Linked DNA regions of Mus musculus: region 1 is linked to region 2. A link is a contact called in public promoter capture Hi-C data. All regions are on one chromosome and are shown on one strand. Each heading gives the region's core, a stretch centred on a gene start, on an enhancer-like site or on the middle of the called end of the contact. The rest is flanking DNA. Distances are from core to core; before and after follow the strand shown.

Region 1 (7,482 bases), core at 4,501-7,000, 2.4 Mb after region 2:
TTGTGCAGGAATAGAAAGCCTGACTAAGACAGGTTTCCACCTTAAAAAGTGCAGTAAAGACTATGTTTCTTATCTGAAAACTGTTCTGTTAAAAAATTGTATCTTATAAAGTTTATTTTGGAACCATAGAATGTACGTAGTGCTTGCTAAGACCCACAAGACTGTGTGGTAGAGAAGGACAACATGGTGGACACCAAGTCGTGTAGCTGAAGTGGTAAATGTTCTGGGAGTCTGTTTGCATGGACAGAACCTAAGCACTGGCAAATCCTGCATGAGGAACTTACCCAAGAAAGACTTGTGAGGTGGCTGGAAATCAACCAATCCTTAACTAAGCCCTAGACAAAGAATCAGAAGCAACTAATGACTGCTGGGAACTAGCATCTCCTAGGGCAGAGTCCCCTAACTCGTTATCCAAATAAGTGGCCATCCCTGACATCATAAGCACACGAGCAATAAAAGCAGGCCCAACAGTAATGAACAAGGAAAAGAAGGCCATCAATCTGAGAGGACAGGAAAGGGAGGAGCCAGAGGGAGGAATAGTACTGCAGTTATATTTTAATTAAAAATATATAGTTAAAAATAAAAGTAAGATAGCACACACATATACACAAATATGTCCTCGATCTGTTTTGAATTTATTTTTGTACAGAATGCAATATGGGGGGGGTCTTGTTTCATACCCTCACATGTGACTTTTTTTTTAGTTTCCTCAGGACTATCTGTGGAAGAGCTTGTCCTTATTCAATGCATGTGCTAGATGCCTTCAGAAAGGATTGGCTGATAGAAGCTGTGTGACTTGCTTGTGGCTCCCCTGTCCTATGTCACTGGACTCTGTGCCTACTGTCTCTGCCAGTGCCATGGGGCTTTGTTGCTGTGGCTCTGTGGCATAGCGTATTGCAAAGCTTTGTTCGTAGAATAAACTGTAGAACCAGCTGTTCCAGATGCAGCAGCTTTGGCAAGCCACAGAGGAAAGGGTTCCTGTCAGCTTACAACTCTCAGGTCATACTCCATTTCTGCCTGACTTAGTTAGGGTTTGACTGTTGTGAACAGACACCATAACCAAGGCAACGCTTATAAGGACATTTAATTGGGGCTGGCTTACAGGTTCAGAAGTTCAGTCCATTATCATCAAGGGAGGAAGCAGGGCAGGGTCCTGGCAGGCAAGGTTCAAGCAGAGCTGAGAGTTCTACATCTTTCATCTGAAGGCTGGTAGTGGAAGACTAGCTCCCAGGTAGCTAGGACAAGAGTATTAAAGCCCACACCCACAAGGCCACACCTCCAAATAGTGCCACTCCCTGGGCTAAACATATTCAAACCATGACACTGAAGGAAATCAAGAACCTGGACACTAGAACTGAAGCAGAGGCCATTAAGGGATTCTGGCTTGCTCATCCTACTTTCTTACACAACTCAGGACCACCTGCCCAAGGATAACACTGCCCATAGTGAGCTGGGCCCTCAGGACAATTCTGCACAGACTTGCCCACAGGCCAGTCTTACTTATGGCATTTTCTCAATTAAGAGTTCCTCTTCCCAGATGTGTCTAGGTTCATGTCAAGTTGACAAAACCAACCAAAACTCTAGGCATGGTTATCACTGGCCATCCTAGGGGGAAAATGACCATAGGAATAAGGCTGTGGGCCTTCACACAGGAGATGACACTGTGTCAGGGTCAGTGGGCAAAATCCAACATGAATGCTTTGAGGCTCTGTCCCTCAAATGAGATATCTGAGTAGTTCTAGAAGAATCTTGACTCAAATTAGCAGAAGCCAGAAGTTACTCTAAAGGTCTGAAAGTTAATAAAAGCATGGCATTTTTCTAAGTTCTATTATATTAGTGGAATTAGTCAATGTTTTACAAATTGATCATTTTTATTGTTTTGAAGAAATAGAGTTCTTTAGCTTAATTAATGTATATCAAAGTTATTTGCAGAGCTTGCTTCCCCTATCTCAGGCTATCTCCTGCTGCAAGCTGTCTGCAGCAGCCACTCTATCTTCAACTGTCTCCTGCCACTTAAAGAATCTTCCCTTTCCCTGTCAGTGTAAACAAATTCAAGACCAGCCGGTCCCTTCCCTATCTGCAGGGACAGACAGACTAGTGGTCATAAAGACCACAGCTGCCAGAAATGACCATCCTTGAGAAAACTTCCCTACCCCTCCTCGGTCTGAATTCTGAGGAAAACTACAAACTGCTTTGACCTTGCTGATTGCTGACTAAGTTTCCTGCCAAATTAAAATTATACTGTTGCTTTATTAGCCAATAATAAAATAGGTGTGTGAGCCCCTTCACAAAAAGTATAGATTAGCTGTGTTTTAAGCAATCGGGGTTGACTCTCCCTGTGAGGCTGAGCAGCCCCATGCGCATCGGAATAAAAACCTCTTGTTATTACAGCTCGTCAAGCTGTGTTTCTGGGGGTTGAGTTCTCTATACCTGGGCTCTGGGGGTCTAACAGTTTCTTTTTTTCAGTGTAAATGAACACTCATGTTTGTGACTGATCTTATAGCCATCATATTATAGTCATAATTTTGTACTCTTTTCTTAAAGAGGGCCCCAAGATTGAATGCATGTCATATACCACACTATTGTACCTGGTCTTGTCTTAGTTACTTTTCTATGGCTGTAATAAGACATCAGGACTGAAATGACCTACAGAAGGAAAGGTCTCTTTGGCTTCTGGTTCTAGAGTGATGAGTCTGTCCATCATGTGGGGAGCCAGGTGTACTGACTGGTTTTGGGTGTCCACTTGATACAAGCTGGAGTTATCACAGCTTGAGGTTTGGAGTCCCCCCCCCCCTTGAGGAAATGCCCCCATGAGATCCAGCTGTAAGGTATTTTCTCAATTAGTGATCAAGAGAGGAGGGTCCAGCCCATTGTGGGCAGTGCCATCCCTAGGCTGATAGTCCTGAGTTCCATAAGAAAGCAAGCTGAGCAAGCCAAGGGAAACAACCCAGTAAGTAACATCCCTCCATAGCCTCTGCATCAGCTCCTGCTTCCTGACCTGCTTGAGTTCCAGTCCTGACTTCCTTTGGTGATGAACAACAGTATAGAAGTTTAAGCTGAATAAACCCTTTCCTCTCCAACTTGCTTCCTGGTCATGATGTTTCTGCAGGAATAGAAACCCTGACACATGGCAACAAGAGATGGGCACCAAAGCAGAAAGCTAACAGCTCACATTGCAGCTGTGAGCAGGAAACAGAAAGAAGGCAAAAATGGAAGTAGCACAAGACTTTAAGCTCTCAGTATTGACCCAGAGACATATTTCCTCCACAATGGCCACGCCTCCTAAATCTTCCCAAACAATGCCACCAACTAGGAACCAAATGCTGAAAACTACGGGGCTACTTCTCATTTTAACCGCCACAGTTCTTAAATAAAAATTTGCTATAGGTTTCTTACTCCTATCCCTGCCCCCAGATCTCACTTCTCCCTATAGTTAACAATGTTGCTTTCTGTTTGTGTGTGTGTGTATATGTCTCTGTTTCCATTTGTAAAATTAAAGATGCAACCACATGTAACTATATTTTTACTTAACTTTTTATTTTATACCCAAAGCACTGGGCTTATATACATTATTCCTAAACAAAAGGGTGATTAAATCTTTTCATTTTTCTCTTTTGATTTATTTTTGGTTTTAAGTAATAGTCTGAAAAGTTCCCTGCCCTACCTCCCCCCATTTCTAAGTTACAAAATTAACCCAAGTACAGCAGCATAGTTTGTAGTGTTACCTACTATGGCCACTAACTACAGTACGAGTGACCAAGGCAGCTCAGTCAACAGGGTCTCAAGGGAGGGAGGGAGGGGGGATTGAAAAGAAAAAGGCAATTAGACAGCATTATAACATGATTCCAGCCAGTGCTGAGTCTGAAGAGGGTTTGTTTTTCTCCAGTCCACTTCTATATCATTCTAGGTACATACAAAGTATAAGGTCAGTTCTAGGTCAAGGAACAAACAAGGCAATAAAAAGTCCCGAGGTATTCAGGAACTTATCAAGATGGTCAAGATCTTGAGCCTGCTTCCATGTCCTGGCTCAATGCCAAATTCCTGACAAATTTATAGAAGCAAACCCAATAGCTCTTTTCACAGGAGAATAGTTCAAAGTCAGCCTGGCTTACATAGCAAAACCCCGTCTTTAAAAAAGTTAAGTTAGCCCATGTTTTCCTTTAATGAGTTTTCTTCTTTAAATTGTAGTGTATGCCGTAAAGTAGGAATTCAGTTTTATCTGCCTCCAAATGACTATCCAGTGTTTCCTACGTCCTTCATAGAAGGTCTACATACCTTCCCCAGTCAACTAAGATTTATACACAGTGTCATGCTGTGGCCGAGGCTTGTCTCAGAACTCATGATGTAATCTCCAATTAAAGGCTCAGCTGAACAGTTTGTTTCTCGTGTGTATTCAGTTAAAGACTTTATCCATGTTGTAGTCAATGTAATAAAACCAAAAGTCAAGACAATGAGTTAACAGGGGATTGTTCTGAAGCACACCTGCTGTAAAAAGCAACTGGGAACATTATTTCCAATACACCAGGATACATCTTTCAGTGGATCCACCTGGAGCAAGGAAAGGGCAAACCACACCTGCTTTACTGCTGTGCGGTGGAGAGAAGCCTGTGATCAAAGTCCCTCAAGTTAAACTATCTCACAAACTGATTTTGGAAGTGAAAACTGGGAAAATTCATTCACAACACTAGGCAAATTAATTAACACTTTAAAAGGTCTGTCTGTAATCTGGTTGGAATGTGTTGGGTTAAATTAAATCCATGCTCCTTGTTTTTTTCAGGGAATAGTGTAATTTTTTTTCTATATTAGTGATTATTCCCCAGAAATTATCAGTTCCGAGTCCTCAGCTGCAGGGATTTAAGTTGTCTGGAAATAACACCTTAGTGTAACTGTAGTTTTTGTTTGTTTTTATAGACAGAGGTTCACTCTCTAGCCCTGGCTGGGTCTCCTGAGTATTGGAATTATAGATGTGAACTACCACACCTAGACACCTGCAGTTTTGAAAGCTCCTTGGTAATTCCAAAGTGTACCCACGGTGTGTGCTTGAGCAGAGGCAGCAAGGTAGTCCAGGGCTGTGGAAGGCCTTTTAACTCCCGTGCTCTCAGTTCCAGCTCCGAATGCTGTGGATCGCCCTGGAGCCTGTGCTTTTGCTCAGGGTCACACGAGTCTGGTATTAACCAGAGAAAATGATTCTCACTGTGGCCTTTTCCTTTTGTGAGGGTGAAGGGGCGTGGAGCCCAGGCGTTCCCCACTCCACCGGTTTCTCAAATCTGATGCTGTAACCGCAGAGGTTAGACTATGCTCTAAACAAACCCAGTGAGCTCAGTAAACAAACCCAATAAGCAATTCATCCCATTCAACAGAGAAGGTGTGTGACCTCCAGGTGACCCGGGTCACTTTTAATCCTAGCATCGGGTCACTGTCAGGCAATTCTGCTTCCGACAGGCTCCGATTGGCGGCCCGGGAAGTCGCAGAACCTATGCTTACCTCGGGTCAGCCCCAAACAACCAGCCACTTTCCCTAACAAGGTAGCGCCTGGACATGGCCCGAATGACGTCACCCTATAGTCCCACCCACCGGAGGCACGGCCTGTCATTCCAACGCTCTCAGCCTTCGCCCGGGTTCCTGAGGACCAGGCGCAGACTCCAGTCTTCACTTCCTCCTTGGCTCCGCCCTTTTCGTGCCTGGGGGCGGGGAGAAGACCGGAGGGGGCGGTGCCGCGCGTGCGCGGAGAGGAGCGGAGGGGCTGGGGCAGAGGGCTGGTTTGAGTGACTGAAGGCAAGATGCAGGTGAGTGTGGCGAGCTCGGGACCCCAAGTCTGCGGTCGTTTGGCTTGGTGGGCTCGCGCCAGACCCGGAGCCGGGTCTACATGGATTAGTTACAGAACTCGGCGGACTGCGGGGAGGCCCGGCGCAGGCGCACTGCGAGAGGGCGGGTGCGGTCCCTCCGGCCTCCTGGGCTGGGCACTCCTGCTCCGGTGCGTCCTGCCCCGCAAATCTCTGTCCTTTGGTAGGCACCGGACTTTGGGCTCGTTCTCCTCCAGGCCTGATGAAGGCCCCGACCCTCCTGCCATCTAGAGCTGACTCTAGATGGTCCGTTGGGAGTGCTTTCTGGTTTCCAGATCTGAACTCTAGGCCTCACGACTATTGTTAATTTCTAATATGAAGAAAGGTGGAACTCCTTAGCAATTTTTTTTCCTTTTTTGAGCTGGAATTAGACAAAAGCCCAAAGAAAGTGTGTTAGAGAACCGCATCGGAATAGCCTTAGAAGAGCAAAAGTATGCGTCAGCCACTTTGTCGCCAACCTTCTATGTGGCTGTGTTTAAGGATTCTGAAGAGTCTGGATGGAGGGTAGATGGACCGTGTAGTTGTGGGCTCCGGCTTAAGAGACAGACCTTGGGGACTGGAGGGGGTGGTCATCTACACATTCAGCAAGCCGGCCACACCTACACCTGGGAGGCAAGAACAGGCTCAAGTAAAGGGATATACCTAGTATTTTGTGCTTACTAAACATTAGCCGTCAGGAGTGACTCTGGAGCAGGCCAGGCGTCTGCTATTCTCAGATTTATCCTTTAGACTCTAAAGCTTAGGGAAGTCTGTGGGTCTAGCCACAGTCTTCCTCTTCCCCAAGTCTACTGCAGGCTCTCAGGACAGACAGATGGTCAGTCAGCATGTCACAGCGTTTTTGCATTTTCAGGTCCCTCTGCCTGGAATGTAACTTCCTTTGGTCTCCAGGTTCCTCTCGTTGGGGAAGAGTTCTCAGGACTCAGATAAACCTTCTTTAATTAGTGCGTAGCTCTGACCTGTTGTTTAGAGAGGCCCAGCTTCAAGCAGACACCTTTCATGGTTTATGTAGGGTTAGCCAGTCGTCTCCTGGTGTTTTGGGGTTTTGTTTGTTTGTTTGTTTTTTCTGAAGCTGAAATGCGCAGGTTTCTGGTTAAGACAGTGTTTGCTGTATCGTTGCGTAGCTCTGACCTGTTGTTTAGAGAGGCCCAGCTTCAAGCAGACACCTTTCATGGTTTATGTAGGGTTAGCCAGTCGTCTCCTGGTGTTTTGGGGTTTTGTTTGTTTGTTTGTTTTTTCTGAAGCTGAAATGCGCAGGTTTCTGGTTAAGACAGTGTTTGCTGTATCGTTGGCGGTCACTTCTCAAGGAAGGGGAACTGGTGGATGTTCACCCCTTTGAGAAAAAGGAAGGGATAAGCAGTCGACAGCAGCAGGAGCCAGGGTCTTAGGGTCACTACCGCCACCCGTCAAAAGCATCCAGGGAAGAAAGGGTTAATTGGGCTCACACTTCTATATCACAGTCCATCACTGAAGGAAGTCAGGCCAGGAACTCAGCAGACCTGGAACCTGGAGGCAGGAGCTGATGCAGTAGCCCTGGAAGGGTGCTGCTCACTGGCTTGCTCCTTGTGGCTTGCTCAGCCTGTTTTTCTTATAGACCCCAGGGCCACCAGCCCAGCGGTGGTCACTCTGACAATGACAAACT
Region 2 (7,450 bases), core at 1,141-3,640:
AGGCCCCACAGCCCTGCTGCCAGCAGCCAGACAGCCCAGTGTGGGGCCATGGCAGACACCCAGGGTCTAAACTTCAGTCCAGCAGCCCTGCTGAAGGAAAAGAAACTGGTCAGCATCACAGACCGGAAGGGGGCCCGCACCAAGAGACAAGCAACACAGGACGCACACTGGAACAAACCTCCCCCAGAGCCTTTACATCTCCTCCTGATCCTGCAACTGGCCTCTGCCCACAAGAGCCCTGGGGGTCTCCCAGAAGAGCAAGGAGAGGAACTTAGTCAGCAAGCACTAGGCGTGGGCAGTCATCAAAAGCCGCCTGTGGCCTCCAGGCCATCCCTACTCCCTCCCTTCAACAGGGAGTTGTGTGGAAAAAAATAAAAGAGGGACTCCCCCTCATTGGCTCCTTCTGGCCTTAAAGGTTTCAGAGTTTCTTACAATAACCATAAAAAACAGGGCTTGCTACCAGTGGGACCCAGGCCAGCCCCAAGACCTAATTCGGGGAGATATACCCCTTATTCAGCAGCCGCAGGCAGCCGGTTGGGCAAAGAGCTTCAGTGGGGGACTTGGTGAAGCAGGCAGCGTGTAGAGTTCCCGGCCCCAGCCCGTCCCCTCCCCCAGCGCAGACAATAGCCGGGCAGAGCCCAAACCCGGTTCCACATCAGCAGGGCTGGAGTAGGAGTGGGGCCGGGAACCAAATGGGCCCAGCTTCCGAGGCCCCTTTGTTGCCCAAGAGGGAGGCAGGAAGTGGGTGGGATGGGCGTGGAAATGACCAGGACCAGTCCTGTTTCTCCAACAGCCTTCTACAAGACACTGACCCTCCCGCAGAGAGGCGACCGGGCCACGAGTCAGTTCCAGGCTTCTGTCTGGGAATCTCCTCGCCTCCGCGAGAGCGGGATCGTGGAGGGAAGTGAAATGGGTTGGGGAGGCCGAAGCGGGGTTCTCCTGGACAACAGGGGATGCCCACAAATGATCGTCAAGGGCTGCGTCCCCTCCTCCCCGGCTCTGACGAACGTTCTTAACTCCGGGATTGCACCTCGGGGACCATGCACTAGGCAGTAGGCAAACGGAACGGATCTCCACTAATCTAGACGCTAGGGGCTGGGAACAGAGATGCAGAATCTGAGGATTGCACCCCAAAACAAAGGTTCCTAGCCAAGACCCGGTCTCGGTCTCCCTACTGTGGACTCTCCCCTCCCCCAGCTCCGGGGATTTGAATGCAAACAAAGCGGCAGCGCTGGGAGCGTGGCAAAGCCGGGCTTGCGGACGCCCCCTGTCGGCCAAGAACCTCCGCGCGGGAAGGGCGGGGGGCTGGGGCTGCCTTCCCCGGAGCAGTCCCCCCTGACACACCCTCAGTTTCCTCTCTGCCAATTACCCTAGGCTGGGGTCAAAACCCGGTGGTGCGCTCCGAGAATCTGCAGGCGTAGCGGTGACCCAACCCCCAAGCTCTTCCCGAAGCAAGGGACACGGACAGCCAAGGGGATGGAGGGGTGCAGGACCAGGATTTGCACCCCACACTTGCACACCCGGTCGTGGATTGCGGCGCTCCAGAGAGGGACCGGGCGGCGGAGCTTTGGCTAGGGGGCTGGTTCTCAGTGCCAGCCCGCCTCCGGAGCAGAACGGGAGGGCGGGGGGCCGCGCTAGGGAAATCCGATCCCACAACATCGGCCACGGTCCAAGCCCGCCCCTAACTTTCCGTCGAGGTGGGGGGAACCCGAGCAGTTCGCGAGCCTGGCAAAGATTCGGACCGCGCGCTGGACAGCCCAAGGGTCCCCCACTGCCCCTAGCGCTGTCCGTACCCCCAGGCTCCCGCTGCTCCGGCCAGTGGAGCTGCAGGCACTGCTTGCCTTGATGCCGATCGCCACTGGGCAGCCCGCGGCGGACTCAAGAGGGACCCGGATCGGACAGCTGTCTTTGCTGTCGCCCCGCCCTGCACCCCTAGACGCTGTCCTCTAGCGCGCGCGCTAGCCCCTACCCAAGCAAGGGGACAAAGCAGCGGCCCCGGGGCCCCACCGCTCCGGCCTCACTCACCTCTTTCGTGCAGCTCCAATCCCTGGGCGCTGCCCTCGCGTTTGACTCCGGCCACCGTCCTCCCCTGCCCCCGCGCCGCTCCAGACTGCGCCCGCCCGCCAGCACGCTAAGGCTGTCCCGTGCCACCGCCCCTCGGTCTCAGCACGGCTCTCGGCGCCCCTGAGCTCGGATTCGGCGCTCCACCGCGCCGGGCGCCGGTTCTTTCTCCGCTGCAGCCGCCGCCACCGCCGCTCTCCGCCCCCAACCCCTTGACGTCAGGCAGAGGGTGTCGAGTGGTGGCCGGGGGCGGGACGCGAAGGCCCGCCCAGGAGGGGGCTGCGACCCGCTGCCTTGCTTACCCGGCACTGAGGCTTGGGGACCCTTTACGACTCTTGCAGCTCGTGAGTCAAGGTCTGCGCCACAGCGGCCGGAGGCGGGGAGGGGGCGGGGTGGGGGGCGGGGAGGGACTCCAGGCGTTGCCACCGGGAACTGCACGAACTGCACTCACCTGGTGAAGTGTGCCTTCAAGTCCTGAGGCGGGATGGGCTCTCTGGAAGGGTTGAGGGGCTTCCCCACGCTCCAGTTACGGGAACGAAAACTGGCAAACCATTTTGGGACTTGTACCCGAAGGGGGTGGCGTAGCAAGAGAAGAAACTGAAGGTTCTCTCAGGTGCTAACCACAGTGGTCAGTCTTTTGACTCCAAAGTTGTCCTCCTTTCTGGCCCTAACCCTTGGACTGGAAGGAGCAGCTCACAGGCAGAGGAGACCCCAAGACTGCAGGCAGCTCCTAGTTTCCAGGCTCCAGCAGAGCCTACCCCCGGGAAATGACTCTTGGTGTGGCTTGGAAGGCTGATTAACTAGAGGCACGAGCGCGCCACGGTTCAGATGAAAGAGGCTGGAGGGAGCCACGCAGCGAACCACCACCACCTTCAGAACTGCCAGCCTCCGCCCACAGGCGCTCCTAGAAGTAACTTGTAGCTGTGGCCTCCTGGACGGTGCTGGCTGGCAAATCCTTCCAGCCAGCTGGTCCTCCAGTGGGCAGGTGGACTGAGAAACCTCGGGGAAACTGCCCCAGCGGTACCTGGAGACCACCCCTAACCAGAATCAAAGGACAGGGACGAAGGGAAGGAGGCCTGGAGGTTTCTGTGGTAACTTTGAGCCCCAGGGGGCAGTCCCGGAGGGGAAAAAACACTTCAGACCCCATAAGTAAAATCTGGAGTATAAATCAGTCCGACAGCAGCTTTTGTTCTGGGCTAAAACGTGGCACCTGAGAAGTGAAGAGCAGAAGAGCAATGGGAGTAATCGAGAATGGCAGCCCAGTTTGGTTTCAGTAACAATTGGGTCTTTACTGGGACACAGAAGGGCCCCTTCTCCCTCGCTGGCCAGAGCCACGTTTCCCAGCTCCTTTCCATTAGGAAACAAAGCTGTGACCTCAGAGATAGGAGGCAGGCCAGCTATTGCCAGGGGTGGGCAGGGAGGGTGTCCTATGGAAGCTGGCCAGGGAGGGAGCCATGCACACTCCTCTTGACCAGGCTCCTGTTCATCTACTAAGGGCAAGCCCCACTCCAAGCTCAGGATTCGCTAAAAGCTAAGACTCCTCAGCTCCAGGAGGCTGAAACAGGACTTCCAAGCCAGCTACTGTTTCTCTCACTGAATAAGAGATTAAGCAAGATACAAACAAACAAACAAAAAAAGGGCTCAAATCCACACAAAGAGCAAGGTGACATTTTTAGTGAGATCCTGGCGCTGGACGCAGTCTATATGGTCCATCCCACCTGCTTGGGAAGGGAGAGGTAGGAAAACTGTGAGCCCAGAAGCTCCATCCTTTCAGCAGTCAGCAACCATGAGGCTAACCTCCACTTCCTGCTGTGTTTCCTTCTCACCTGTAAGCCTTGCCCCTAGAAATGAGGGCTGCCTGGTAGTGATCTGAGCTCCCTGGCTCTACCTCCAAGGTGGCCCCAGTGGAAAGTTTCAAAAGGTTTTAGTTTCACTGGCAGGGACAGTATTCTGTACCTTCATGGCAGGCGCCAGGGTCTTCTAAGCCAGGCATGGAGGTAGAAATGAGACCATTCCACTAACAGAGCCAGTTAGCCTCTGGGCACAGGGCTCCCCAGCGATAGCGTTCCACCCCCCACCACTCTTCCTCTGCCCCTTCCTGCCGCACTGGTTACTGTCACAGGTCTTCTCCACAAGTGGGTGGGCAGAAGATAAAGTTTCCTCTCATGACTACTTGTTCGTGATTCATGCTTTTTAATAAAAGGACAGCTGGCAGAAAAAAATAAGGATCCTGGATTGTCCATCAAGAAAAAAATACAGTAATACAGAAAAAAAAATTGCAAAAACATCTTCCAGGCCTGCCTAGCATAGGCTATGGAAGACATCACACCCGTCATCTGTATTCAGGCAGACAGAATAAGGGCTTCCCTAACTTGCCTCTTTTGCTACGGCTTAAAGCCTTTTAGCCAAATAAAGGAAACACAAGAAGATATGTTACATGCCTCCCAGGCGCTGGAGCCAACCCTCACAGATCCCAGTACATGAGTAGTATCCGTAGTATCCTGCTTTTTTTTTTCGGTTTTTTTGAGACAGGGTTTCTCTGTGTATCCCTGGCTGTCCTGGAACTCTCTTTGTAGACCAGGCTGGCCTCAAACTTAGAAATCTGCCTGCCTCTGCCTCCCAAGTGCTGGGATTAAAGGTGTGTGCCACTACCGCCCGGCATATCCTGCTTCTTAGCAACTATCCCTCCTGAGGAAAGTGGCAAGATGGAGACAGGGAGTGTGCACTGGGGCTCTATTCAAGGCCTGCTGGACCTGGACCCTTTCCATTCCGCAGTTGTCTCTCCACTGGTGGCTGAGTGAAAAGATTAGGGTCGGCCATTTTTCAAGGAGCTCTCTGACCACTGGGACCCAGGGCACTGGGTCATAGGAAAAGGACTTCCTCCAAAAGGACAATTATCAAAGCTGTCCACCTGGGAAGCCCCTCCCTTCCCGGCCCCTCCCTTCCAGCATCACCAAAAGGAAGCAGGAAAACATCCGTCATTGAGGCCCAGGATGCGGCTTTTCCAGTGGCTTTGTCAGGATATCCCTTGCCTTTTCCCCAGGGCTTGGGGTCAAAAACCTGGAGGGCAAACGGTGAGCCAGCTAGCTTCGGTCCAGAATTCTTGGCCTTGAAAAGGCTCGGTTCCTATTATGTCAGCTCCCAGTGAGTCCCAGAGCAGGGCAATTACAGGACCCAGGGGAGAGTGTCCACCCTTGAGTGACCTCACATTGCATACTGCTGGTCAGGTTACAGCCAGGCTTCTGGGAGGGACTGAGTTGTCACCAACACCTCTTGCTCCCTGGATGTATCTCTCTCTCAAGGATGAGTTTTGGGATAAAGGAGCCAGGAAGGATTCCAGATGTCTACATTGATGGACAGTTTGATCCTTTCTCTTAAAGCCAGGTAAAGGCAGCTTCAAGAATGGAAACTCCCCAGTTCAGCCTCTCAGGCCTCCCTACCCCCTCTCTGCCCTTGGCAATGAGAACAAAAGAGGGAAATTTCAAGGTGATTTCCAGGTTTCCAGAGCAAACCCAGGAACTGAGGATTAACTGTCAGGTGTGCAGTGTCAAGCAGGGGAGCCTAGAGGCTGCGTGAGAAGGGCTGGCTCTCCAGAGTCCCTGCCCTCCTGTGGAGATCTGAGGCTGACCTGCGAGGGTGTGAGGGTATGCCAAAGGAGTTTGTGATGTGTCCAGGAAGAGAAACCAGAACTATCAGTCAAGTCACCTGGCTCTGGGAGGGTTTCTTCCACTTCTCATTTGGCAAAGGCTTTGAGACAGAAAAGATGTCCTCTGTGGTACCCAGTACTGTGCAGAGTCTGCCTTGTCCTGTAAATAATAGATGCCTCTAGCTCCTGACCTTCTGGGGACCCAGAGAGCAGGGTAGCTGTGCTCAATTAGGCCTTGGAAGGTAGATGGGGGTGACTCTTTGTCTAGCTCCTAGTCAGGCGCCAACCCTGGGACATGGAAACAGAGAAGATTGTGTGCAACAGCCATGGAACACTCTGGGACCTTCACCCCCTGAGAAGTGGACACGAGTCAAGATGGCAGGAGTGTCACCTCCGGCTCCCCCTTACAAAGCTCATCCTGAAAGTATCTGGGGTGGGGGCAGGCATGAGCATGGCTTCGGTCGGAGGAGCAGACAGTAAGAGAGTAGATAGGACTGTGGGGCTGCTTCTGGAGGTACAAAGGGGCCCACTTACTCCTCTAGCCATTCAGATCAAGGACGTCGAGATGTGCAAGTAGAGATTAGGACCCAGGAACTGCTCTGGAGACAAGGCAGGGAAAGAAACAGCAGGATCCAAAACTGTCTTTTGCACCCTCCCCCACTCCTATCTCTAGGAAGTTGACTTCAGAGCTCAGCACTAAATTGAATTAAGCAAAATTACAGCCCCAATCCACCATCCTCTCAGTATAGCGTCCCTAGCAGGATGAGGTGGACCCAGACAGGGCCATCCAAGAGTGCCCAGGCTCCAGCAATTCTGGTCACTGGCGGGACTCCTAGAAACAGAGTCCTCAAGTGCAGGGGGTGGGTCCGAGGCCCCAGTCACATGACAACCTGAGGTGACACCAGTAGTGGCTGGCTCAAGCAGAGGTGATTCTTCTGTCAGGCTAGGTGCTGGGCATGAGCCCTCGGGGTAGGGATGGAAGGAACTCCAGAACCATGGATGCTGGAAATAATACTTTAATATGCACAAATGAACCTCATATTCAAGATGGGCAGAGAGGGCAAGGTGTGGGAAAGTCAGTGGCCAACAGGGAGAGCCCAGAACAGAAGAGACACCTGTGCAGGTGGGGGAGCTCAAGGGTGGGGATGGTCAGGGACACAAGAACCCCTCGCTGGGTGGTGGCAGTAGTCTACCTTCACCAGGCTGGGCCTCCTCCGGCTCCATTCTTCACCTCCTACAGTTCTCTTCCTGCTCCAGTCCACAGCCTTGGGCCACTTTGCTCTTATCCCTTTAAATGTCTTTCCAAGGGCTGAAGTACTGACCCTGTGAAGAAGAGAGAGTAGCCTGTAATGGCCTGGCCCCAGTACCCTCGCTATCTACAGGTCCCTGTACTGATAAGCCTCAGTGTCTAGACACAGTCGGCCAAGAGGCAGTGCCTTGAAGGCTCAGCCAGTGTCTCACCCGCCTAGTGCTACAGGCCCAAGTATGGGAGGAAGGTGCTGTCTATGCATCCTCAGTCAAGCTTGAATTGCTTCCTCTCTAAGACAAGCAATGCTTCCCACCAGAGGCCAGTGGGAGCCAGTTCCTGGGGATCAGGGTGAGGTCTGAGTTCTATCCAGCTTTCTTTTTCTCAGGGACTTGTGAAATTTGAGCACCAAGCCACAGCCTGTGGCCAGTGTGTCAGCCTCAAGTCAGAGGTTAGAGGGAGCTGTAAGAGAGGAGTCAGGGAGAGGCAAGCAGGGA

The links. Promoter capture Hi-C pulls out the DNA fragments that hold promoters and counts their contacts.
Region 1: a contact with region 2 is called in a promoter capture Hi-C map of liver, with 3 times the contacts expected there. The contact joins the promoter of Pdcl3 here to the promoter of Sema4c in region 2. A contact is called at or near these places in 2 of 39 promoter capture datasets (liver and pre-B cells).

What each region holds. Positions count from the first base shown.
Region 1 is chr1:38,982,064-38,989,545 of GRCm38.p6, forward strand. Pdcl3 (phosducin-like 3) reads left to right here and starts at 5,751. Exons shown (of 6, transcript NM_026850.4): 1 at 5,751-5,786. The coding sequence starts at 5,781.
Region 2 is chr1:36,555,991-36,563,440 of GRCm38.p6, forward strand. It overlaps Sema4c (sema domain, immunoglobulin domain (Ig), transmembrane domain (TM) and short cytoplasmic domain, (semaphorin) 4C), which reads right to left and starts at 2,391. Exons shown (of 15, transcript NM_001126047.3): 1 at 2,026-2,391; 2 at 1-87. The coding sequence starts at 50. It overlaps Fam178b (family with sequence similarity 178, member B), which reads right to left. Exons shown (of 16, transcript NM_001372417.1): 16 at 6,708-7,030. The coding sequence ends at 6,998.